Regions from separate parts of the Gossypium arboreum genome. Here region 1 is linked to region 2. Evidence: chromatin contacts called from public Hi-C data. All regions are on one chromosome and are shown on one strand. Each heading gives the region's core, a stretch centred on a gene start, on an enhancer-like site or on the middle of the called end of the contact. The rest is flanking DNA. Distances are from core to core; before and after follow the strand shown. Region 1 holds the start of LOC108466615. Region 2 holds the start of LOC108482846.

Evidence for each region. Hi-C and Micro-C count contacts between places; a contact is called where the count stands out from the background.
Region 1: a contact with region 2 is called in a Hi-C map of leaf, with 4 times the contacts expected there. The contact joins the promoter of LOC108466615 here to the promoter of LOC108482846 in region 2. A contact is called at or near these places in 2 of 5 Hi-C or Micro-C datasets (both in leaf).

The regions. Positions count from the first base shown.
Region 1 is chr10:15,225,621-15,230,806 of ASM2569848v2, forward strand. LOC108466615 reads left to right here and starts at 2,148. Exons shown (of 8, transcript XM_053020582.1): 1 at 2,148-2,602; 2 at 3,386-5,030; 3 at 5,134-5,186. The coding sequence starts at 4,107.
Region 2 is chr10:14,754,058-14,759,236 of ASM2569848v2, forward strand. It overlaps LOC108482846, which reads right to left and starts at 1,406. Exons shown (of 1, transcript XM_017785932.2): 1 at 232-1,406. The coding sequence starts at 1,017. The coding sequence ends at 457.

The DNA of each region.
Region 1 (5,186 bases), core at 898-3,397, 470 kb after region 2:
ATAATATTCAGGAATACATTTTTTAATTATTATTTAACTCTAGAGTCATAATTCAATTAGTATGTGCATTATTCTTCATATAAGAGAATATGAGTTCGAGTGTATTGAAGCGCATTTTTTCTTATTTATAAGTTAATGGGAGATTATAAATAGTTATATATATTATGTCAAAAAGAACAAATATGATCAAATTTTATAATGAAATTATTCAAAAAATTATTAATTAAGTTTTAACCACAAAAATGGTATTTAAATCATTTTCTTTTTCTCATGCTAGTATCTTAACTTTTTTTTTGTCATAAGTGACACTTATATTATACTTCGTTGCTTAAAGTGGTACCTAAACTATACTCCATTATTCAAAATACCCTAACCATTGTAAAAAGTATCTTAAGCAATCATTTTATGACATATGTCAAATTTTACCTTAAAAAGTTAAAAACAAATATTTTTTCTTTGAGTTTATTTTTAAAGACCTTATAAAATATTCATCTCTTTTTTCTTCATGCAAAAACTCCAATGAGAAAATTCAAGAACCCCAAACTCATCAAACCCAATATTTGATAACAAAATCCAGATTTTTGGTGATTTTCTTTTCCATTTTAAACATTGATGTTGATTCCTTTTTACCTCGATCCAAAACCTATATATTATTTTTTAAAAATAATTTTCTCTTCATTTCTATATACTTTACATAAATTAGATAATATTCTTTGAACCTTTATAATGAAAAAACTCAAATAAAACATGAAATTCAAATTCTGAAAAGAAGTAAAATAGAAAAATATTGTAAGAGAATTGCGGAGGAAAGTGGGGCCAGGGAGGGAGAGAGTGTAAAAAAATTGTAAAGTGTTAAATTTAATTAACTTTAATTTTTCGTAACTTAATTTAATTCTATTTTTTAACTTAAAGTGTTAAGTGTCAAAAAATTATTGGCTAACAAATTTTTTTGAACGGTTAGAGTAAATTGGGTAACAAAGCATAACTTAGGTATTAAAATATAATTTAAGTACCATTTGTGATAAAAAATTAAGCATAAAAAAATAGTATAGTTTAGATACCATTTTAGTAATTTAAGCTTATCACTTATAAATAATAATATATTAATATTTTTATTATCTTACTCGTGTTTTAATTACATTTTAAAATAAAATATAATTATCTAATTGAATTATCTATCCTGATAAATATTTTTAAAAATTAACCTAAACCTAAATATATATATATATATATATATAAAAACTGCAAACCAATTAAGGTAAACATAAGGTCGTAATTAAAGCAAACACTGTGGAATGAATGGAGCAATGGAATAGAGAGAGATGAAGCTAAGTTTGGGTGTTCAAATCGGTCCTGTAAATTTTTTAGTTAAATCTATCCTATATTATTCATATAAAATAAACAAATAAACAACCATGTGGATAGCCTTTTTTTTTCTTCTACCTTCTGTATTTATTGACATTAATTAATTCTGTTTGTTGTATTTTGCTGTTAATCCCCTCCTCATTCTATGAGTGCAAAAATAAAATAAAAAAATGTTAGCCAATCATAACAAAAATATTAGATCCATTGACACATTGAATACTTTTTTTTTTTTCGTTTGTTTGTGAATCAACGTTGCAGATGCATAATGTTTATCCTTCCAAATTCATTTTATGTTTCCTTGAAAAGAAAGATGTAATATAGAAAATAACAAAACAAAATCCTTTTTTCTATTGTTCATGGCATTTTCAACTTTTTTTTTTTCAAGTCAAACAACACATACACATCAAAGATATATATATATATATATATATAAATATATATATTGTTCTACCACTAGTGCAGCCTAAGGTTGGGTTATTATCCAAATCCTTTTCATCAGGTTATCATGAGATTTATTGACACATGAAAGGCTTCAATGGGAGTGGCAATGGTGGATTGTTGTAAACATAATCCAAAAAACTCCAAAAGTCTAAATCAAATAATGGGTTGGAAAATAATTTCTTTTAAAAAAAGGGAAAAAGGTGAAAATGGCGTGGTCTCAAGGCCACCCCATTTGCCATTAGCAAAGAAAGTGACACTGGGTTTTGGAAGCTTTTGATATTTTGCCGACTGGTTCATGCCATCACCCATATTTATCATCTCAGTTTATTTTCTTCAATGTCACCACCGTACAATCCCGTAATCAGAATCTTAGACTTTCTTACCACAAGCAAATAAAATGTCCCTCATGAAACTGTAGTGAACGAAAATGGCAAAGCTTGTTTGAGATTTTGGTGTAACTTCAAAAGCTATATACCTATATGTAGTAGAAGAAATGGAATAGAAAAAAGGGTCTTTCTTTCTTTCTTCTTCTTCCTTTTTTTTTTTTTTTACTTTCTTTCATTTTGTGTTCAATGATGACGTGATAAAAATCCCAAGATGAAATCTTTTGTTTTGTTGAAGATGGAATTGAAACCCCAGAATCCCCAAGTAAGAAAACCTTCCCCATTTTGATGATGATCTGGTTTGCATTAGGTACCAGCAACACCCCAAAAAACCCGGAATTTTGCTCTAAAATAAGACACAGACAGATCAAATTAGATGAGGGAAGCACCCAACACACTCAAAACCAGAACAGGTAAACTGAGATCAACAAAGCTACACTCTTCTTCATGTTCGCCTGTTTTTATCAAACTTAAAAGATAAACATAAAATCATCTGCTGCAACACCAAACCCAAGAGAGGGTCTGAATCTGAGGGTGTGTTGTTTTTGGCTTGCTGAAAATGAAACCAGCCTACCTATATGTTTTTAAACCATTTATGGTTCCGTTGCTAGCTCAGTAGAGACCCCTAGCCTCTGTAATTATATAGTTATTTTTTTAACTATTCTTTTTGTGCTTTTTTGGGGACCCTTTTCTCTTAAATAAGTTGAACTGGTGTTGTTGAGCCTATTGCTGCTAGTGTTGGTGTTTCATAGGCTGGCTAATTCCCACCATTTAATGCCCTTTCTTGGCCTTTTAAAACTCAGCCTAATTAAATCACATAACAGAACCAACTGTACTAGCTTTTAAAGGTTAAGTCTTTTTTTTTGTTTTTTTTTCTGAAAAAGAAAAATTTAAAACTTTTATTTACACCAATAATCTACGATGTGCAACTTACTTTTCACAACTTTTCTTTTTCTCTTCAGTACTTAAAAGCTGAATTGTCAGTTTTCTTCCTTCAGAATTCTGCTGTATCGGGGTACTAAGAATAATTTAGTCCTTATTACTATTACCATTAGTATTATACATTTTTAAATTCTAGCAGAGTTTCCATATTTTCATGTTCAAAACCTTCTTCATTTGGTGTTATGGAGTTTCCAAAATTTCCCCATTTCGTTCTGTTCTGCCATTAATTTTGGCTAACTTGTTGGTGTTTACAGATATTGTTAGATATAATCATCACCATTCCCTTACCAACACAAATCCAAGAGAAAAAAAGAGAAAGAGCTTTGTTGCAGAAAAAGCACAAGTCTAGGTTCTTGTTCCCCGAGCTGCGCCGCTTCTTCTTGTCGCTCGTGCGTTCCCGAAATCCCAAATCTCGAGGCCCTCAATGCCGAACCACACACTCTCTCTATAACCCATTTGGTTTTCGATTCTGGGTTTCTCTTCATATTTGCCCCTTCAAGAGTTTCAAGGTTTTTCCAAAGGTTTAAAATCGAGTTTTGAGTTGTTGAGCAACCCATGATCAAAAGGGGAGAGTCGGTAATAGTGGTTTTTTGGAAATTTCCATTTCTGCTTTTTGCATGGAACCCAAGGTACTAGCCTTGAAACCATTCAAACATTGGTCTTTGTTTTTAACTATTTGATTATTTCCACCATTCCGGGCCCTGGGTGTCATCATTTTTTTTAATGTTAATTGTATACTGGGATCCATATATGTTCAAGTTCTGGAGCATGCTAACAGGGGTTGTTGCTAATTTTGCTTTGAATTTTTGCTTTATCAATTGAGTTAAAACTCTTGTCTGTGAATTGGGGATTCAAAAAGGGTCTAGGAAAGTTCTTGGGTTGCTTAGAGGAATGTACTGAAAGAATTGGTTTTGATGTGGAACACTAGTCTTAAGAGTTGGTTTTGATGTGGAACACTAGTCTTAGTTACTAGTCATGCTAAGTTCCGAAGAGGGTGAAAATGATGTCTTCTTTGATTCTTTGGATTGCTTGTCGACCGAAGAGCCTGTTTTAGCGAAACAAGGATTAGAGTGTGGGAAATTAGAGTATGAAATTTGGATGAATGAACCTGGAAGTGTTAAGGAGCGGCGTGAAAGATTTCTTCACGGAATGGATCTAGTTGAGTTTGCAAATTCATCAAGGATAAAGGATTTGCAGAGGATCACAGAGTGCAGTGATGCTGTCTTGAGTTCTTCGTGTCCGTCTGTTCGCAATGGGGAAGGAAGTATTGCTGATTGTGATAGGAAAATGATGTGTGAAGCCAATTTTTTGCTCGATGAATCAACAGCAGCTCTTGAGAGCGAGAATAAGGTATTTGAACAACAGGAAACACAACAACACTTTGATGAATCTGAAAAGGCTGAAGTTAATAGGAAGAAATTCAAGAAATGGTGGAAACACTTTTCCAGCATGAGGAAAGCTGGGGAAAGCAGGGGTTCATCTAAGACATCGAAACCGAGTTTCAAAGTATATGAAACAAACAGAGTGATGGTTCAGTCCAACAAGAAAGGATACATGGAGTTTTCAGCACTTTACATGGGACAAGAAATACAGGCTCACAAGGGCTTCATCTGGACAATGAAGTTTAGCCCTGATGGTCAGTATTTGGCAAGTGGTGGTGAAGATGGGGTGGTCCGTATATGGCGTGTGATGTCAACAGATGCCTTTAGTAAACCTTTGATAGCTGAGCACAATTTAGGTAGATCGATGGACAAAGGGAAATTCGGTTTTGGCAGAGAGAAGCCGGTTGACTCTCAAGTTGTTATTCCTAATAAGATTTTTCGGATTGAGGAGTCACCAATCCAGGAGCTTCATGGTCATGGCAGTGACGTTTTAGATGTTGCATGGTCCAGATCAAATGTGAGTAGATGCAGAAACTTAGCAGTCCATCGTACTTGAATTAAATCCTCTTTAGACCCTTGTTTCTTATTTTTGTTTGCCTGAATCCAATTTTTTGTTGCAGTTTCTCATTTCCTCTTCCATGGATAAAACGGTCCGTCTCTGGAAAGTCGGCTG
Region 2 (5,179 bases), core at 156-2,655:
TGGGTTAATCGACCGAACCGACCAACTCGAAGTCAGTTCGATTAGATCGGTTTAGAAAACAAATTTCAAGATTAAATGGATGGTGTGCTCTAAATTCTAACGTTCAACACCTCAAAAGTAGTGGAGTCAAGCCAACTACGTTTAAAATCAGTCTTCCTTTTTATACAATAACCACTATCTCTATCCTCACCAAGAAATGCTGCTAGCAAACATACAAATTCGCAATCTACATTCAACATAAAAAGCAGATCTACTTTCATCATTAACAATTAAGCCTTTTATCCAAAAGACAAAAAAAAAATAATAATAATAATAAATTCAAGAATAATAAACATCATTTTTCAAGTTTTTCTTCTTGATTTAATATTGAGCCTCAAGAATCTAACCCAAGATATACACATAAAGCAATCAATTCCTCTTCTTAAACAACACTGGGGAAAAAATGATCCAAATGAATTAAAAACAAAGCAAGACAACTGTAGAAGAAACCATGAAAGCATAGATCAAGATAAGGAAACCAAAATGCAATGCCCAGTTTCTCTTGAACTTTGCAAAGTAAGTTTCAGGAGGTTCCTGGTAATGAATCTCGAACTCACCCTCTTCTCCAAACCCATCAACGAACTCGCCATTGTTAATCCTCATCTTCATTTCTCTAAGCTTATCAGTAGCCAGGCCAAGAGTCAGCTTGTGGCACCTTCTCTGGTACTTGAACCCATTGATGCACCTCAAGGTCTGGGCCACTGAAACGTAGAAGATAAGATGGGAAAGGGAAAGCAAAGTGATGGGTGCCCAACAATGGCGGCATTGGAGACGTGTGGACTGAGCTTGAGCCATGAAGACGAGGGCTAAGAAGATGAAGAAGAGCTGGAAAAGCTTGTGGAGCTCTTTCTTTTGGAGATCGATAGCTCTTTTCTTTTCCAGGGTTTTCTCAAAATGGAGCTGGATTATAGTGTTTAAGGCTTGAAGAGCCGTTTCCTTGGGGATGGTTTGATGATGTGTTGGCTCATAGTCCGCCATTGATATCCAAAGGAGAGAGATGAGAGGTTTGTGGGGTTAGGAGAATGAAGGCTAAGGCACTGAGCCTCGGAAAATCTGAATGAACGGTGGGTGTGGTTGGGATCTCAAGAAATGTGGTGGTGGTGGAGAGAGGGTTGGTTGATCTTTTTGGTAAGAAATCTGAATGAACGGAATGCAGGGGGTTTCATTGCTGTAAATTGTAAAACTGTAAACTTAGGATTCTTAGTTTATTTACGTTGCTGTGATCTGACATGCGACTTCATCAATTCCTAAGTTCTTACAATTAAACCCAAATATTTTATTCATTCAATTCAAGCACTATCTCTGAATTTAGGGTTTTTTTTTTTTAATTACATAAATAACAATTCAATCTTCCACCCTTGAAATCCCCTTTTCTTTATCAAAGTTTTTACTTTTTGGCCTCTACTAGGGAAGCTTGGTTTTAATGGGCTTTCCTTCTTGTATTTTTCTTTTCCTCATTTGTTGTAATTATTTTTTAAAAATAATTTTCTACCTATTGAACAAAGAATTTAATTTTTTATAAAATCAACTATAAAAACGATAGTAATGTTAATGAGGAAGAAAATTATTTAATCCGATGAAATATATGTTTTTCAATATAAAAAATTCTTTTGATGGTTTAGTTCTATACAACTTTAAACCATTTTAAGAGGTTTATCTTAACATTAGAATTTTTTTATAAATTTGATTAATTTGCAGCAATATAAAAATATAAGATATCAATGGGCTAAATTAGTAGTATATGTAAATTTTTTTAATATATGTCGATTTTTTTAATTGGCTTTTTAGGTTATTTTTTTTAATTTTAGGGAAATAGGTCTTTTTAGAGTGAAAATGTTAAAGCGCACTTAGCTAGACGCGCTTTCATACTCTCTCCTCAATATTTTTATTTTATTTTTTAAGGTTAGGGTTAGAGTTTTTTGAATTAAAAATTAAGGTTTTTTTTGTTAAGAATTAGGCTTTAGAATTTTAGGAGTGAAACTGTAAAAAGTTTATAAGTAGATTTGAGGGGTTGGGGATGCATTAATGTGTCTCAAAACACATACATTTTATATGTCATGTTGGGATAGGACCATTACCTCAGAAACCCATCTTACGGAAGTTAGGTTTCGGGGTGACAATGCTTGATACGGTCACAAGTCGAAGTCTAAGTGGAGGTCTCAGTCAGTGAACGTGATGTGGTCACGGGTTTAAGTATAACCGAGGGCCAGTTGATACCCATTATGCGGTCACGAGTTCAAGCTTTTTGGATACCCGCAAATGATGCGTTATATGTACCATACATAAGATTGAGACCATAATCATAAGGAAAAATGAAGGGATTTTTGGTGTAATCAACATAATTTTTTCTCTATTTCCAGGCAGTTGATATCTTTAACCTTTCATTCTTATCCAAAGGCTGACATCGAAGTAGGCACAAGAGGGCTCTCAGGCAGATAGTGGATGTTCCAACACAGTAGAGGTCAGACTCTGGTCGGTGTGACAACAATTGTAGTTATTAATGGGTTCTTTAATAACGGCAACTATTGTCACCTCGAAAGGAGCATTACCTTTACTGCACCGCAACAACATTGTCTACTCAAGAGTCCTTTTATGTCTACAGCAGTGCTGACTTTTGGATAAGAATGAAGGTTAAAGATACTGGCTGAGTGAAAATGGAGAAAAAATTACGCTGATTATAGCGGGAAGCCCTACAGTTTTCCTTATGAGTATGCCCTTAAACTTCTGTATGGTATTTATAAGGCAACATCTCTAGGTATTCGAAAAGTTTGAGATCGTGCCCGCATAATGACGATTAACTGGCTCCCTGTTATACTCCAATCCATGAACTCATCATGGTCTTCGACTGAGACCTCTACATAGACTTCTATCCATGATCATTTAAAACAAAATCACCCCAAAACCCAAGTTCCACAGAATAGGTTTCCAAGGTAATGGTTCTATCTTAACAAGATATATGAAATGTGTGCATCTCGGAGCAATATTGCATCACCAACGACTCAAGAATACTGCAAATCGAAAATTTTATTAGCGACAAAAATTTTAATACTGAAGTAAAGAAGAAACCAAGAGATAAAAATAATGTAAATTAGAGGGATGGAGGCCGATAGAGATGATGAATTTAGGAATGATAGAGCATATAGGGGAAGTCTCACTTTTGTAGGTGTGAGAGAAGGGTGAGATTGCAAAAGAAAAAAATCCTCGTGGCCAAAAATGCATTGCAGCACCAACGTTTTCATTAAATATCTGAAAAATGTGTTTCAAATATTACCCAAGATTCCCAGGATCAGGGTAAGATTTGAAACATGTTTTAAAGCATTGAACACCTTTTGAAGCATGTGTTTGATGAAATCATTTGATTTGTGAAGCACTTTTTCGAGCATTGAAGAATGTTTTATTATTATTATTCAATGAAAGCATGTCTTTTGAAATACATTTTGAAGCACGCATTCCCTCTCTCATCGTTCTATTTTGCTAATAAAATATCAAAATATTCAGAATTTAAACACGCAATAAATTCATATAAAACATTGAAGAGTTGCATTGCAAGTGTCGTCTTCATTTCTTTGGGTATCCATTTGAATTTTTTTTTTTGGTTCTAAATATATAATTTTTTTAAAATTAAAATGAGTTGACAAGTGAAATTCGTCATTTACTACGACAGTCAAATATGTAATAAGAAAATTGGGGTCATATTTGTAGGAGCTCAGTTCATGGAATTTGCTTTCAACCGTACCATTCAATCGTATGAGCTACGAATTAAAATTAGGAAGAAAGTAGAGGGTTCGAGCTGTGAAGAATTTCGAGCTTGCAATGTAGATATCTGACATCAGTTAACCCCTTTAAGTATGATCTATTTAATGTGAAAGGCGAGCTTGAGTTGGAGGCGATCATATCATCATATTGCTCAAGTAAAAATGCTATAATAGAGTTACATATCGAATCTGTCGATGCCGATAGAGCTAGTTCATCTTTGACCACTATTGCGGCTAATGCAGGAACCAAAGCAGAAGTAGAAAGTCCTACTATATGATTGTGTGGTGGGTTCACTGTTTTGTTACAAAGCTCTCATTATGATGTCCCCGAAGCATTAATAGGTAGACATTCTTCGATTTTAGGCACCAATTTCAACTTCAACGGCCAGTATCAATCGGGGTATAAGCGTAACTCAAACCTCGACACTTGGGAACTACATTGAGTTAGTAAGTTCGATTTCAACTTCGATGGTTTGATGTTTTGGGGAGAAGCACTTATACCGATTGGCCATTAACCTATGCCAGTTGGCAATCCGGTGCAGCTTTTATCTAGCATTTGGGTAAATAAGAATTGATAACTTACTCCCAATGATCAGATCTGGTGAGGGTACATCGAACCCTTTGGTTGAAGATGACAATGAAGACATAGTTGAGGAAGAAGATGAAGTCGACGAAGAAAGGGTAGTGGATGTTGTTGACGGATCAGAGTTAGACCCTGGTCCAATTTGACAATCTAGTCCGGATGATTTGGAAGTAGCATTTTTTTTAAACCAGAGTTGGTTTTAACTGAGCTTGAACCTTACGATTTTGATGATGCGATTTGGACAATGTTCTAGTTCCAAATCTGCGATTCAAGGCATATGAACCTTCGCCTTACATGACCAACATCAACCTCTCCATCGAAGGTGGTTTAGAGTTTCAGCAGCTACCGCACAGAACACTTAGCCGTGCAAGCTTATTGTCAGATGTCTAAGTACTGGAAGTTAGTATAGAGTACCCCATCAAAGATGTTTTTCTTACTACACTAAAGCAGTATAACTTTAAAATGATTTGAATTATCACGTTATAAAATCTTATATGGAGAAATTCGAGGGAAAGTGTGAAATGCGCGATAGGAGGTGCAAATGGAAAATCATGGCATCTTTTTAAAAGAAGACAAACTTATGGATGATAAATAACTATTCCAATTCACATACTTTTGTTGCAGCAAGTGTACGATGCGATCACCTGATTTTCTGACATAATGTGACCTGAACAGGGTTTTCTTTTTTCCCAAAAGTATAACTTTAACTTATAATTTATAGGTGTAAGTCATGATCATTTGATACTAGACTTTGACATGATATCTAACATAATTTTACTTATGGTGAAAGCGAGTCCTACTA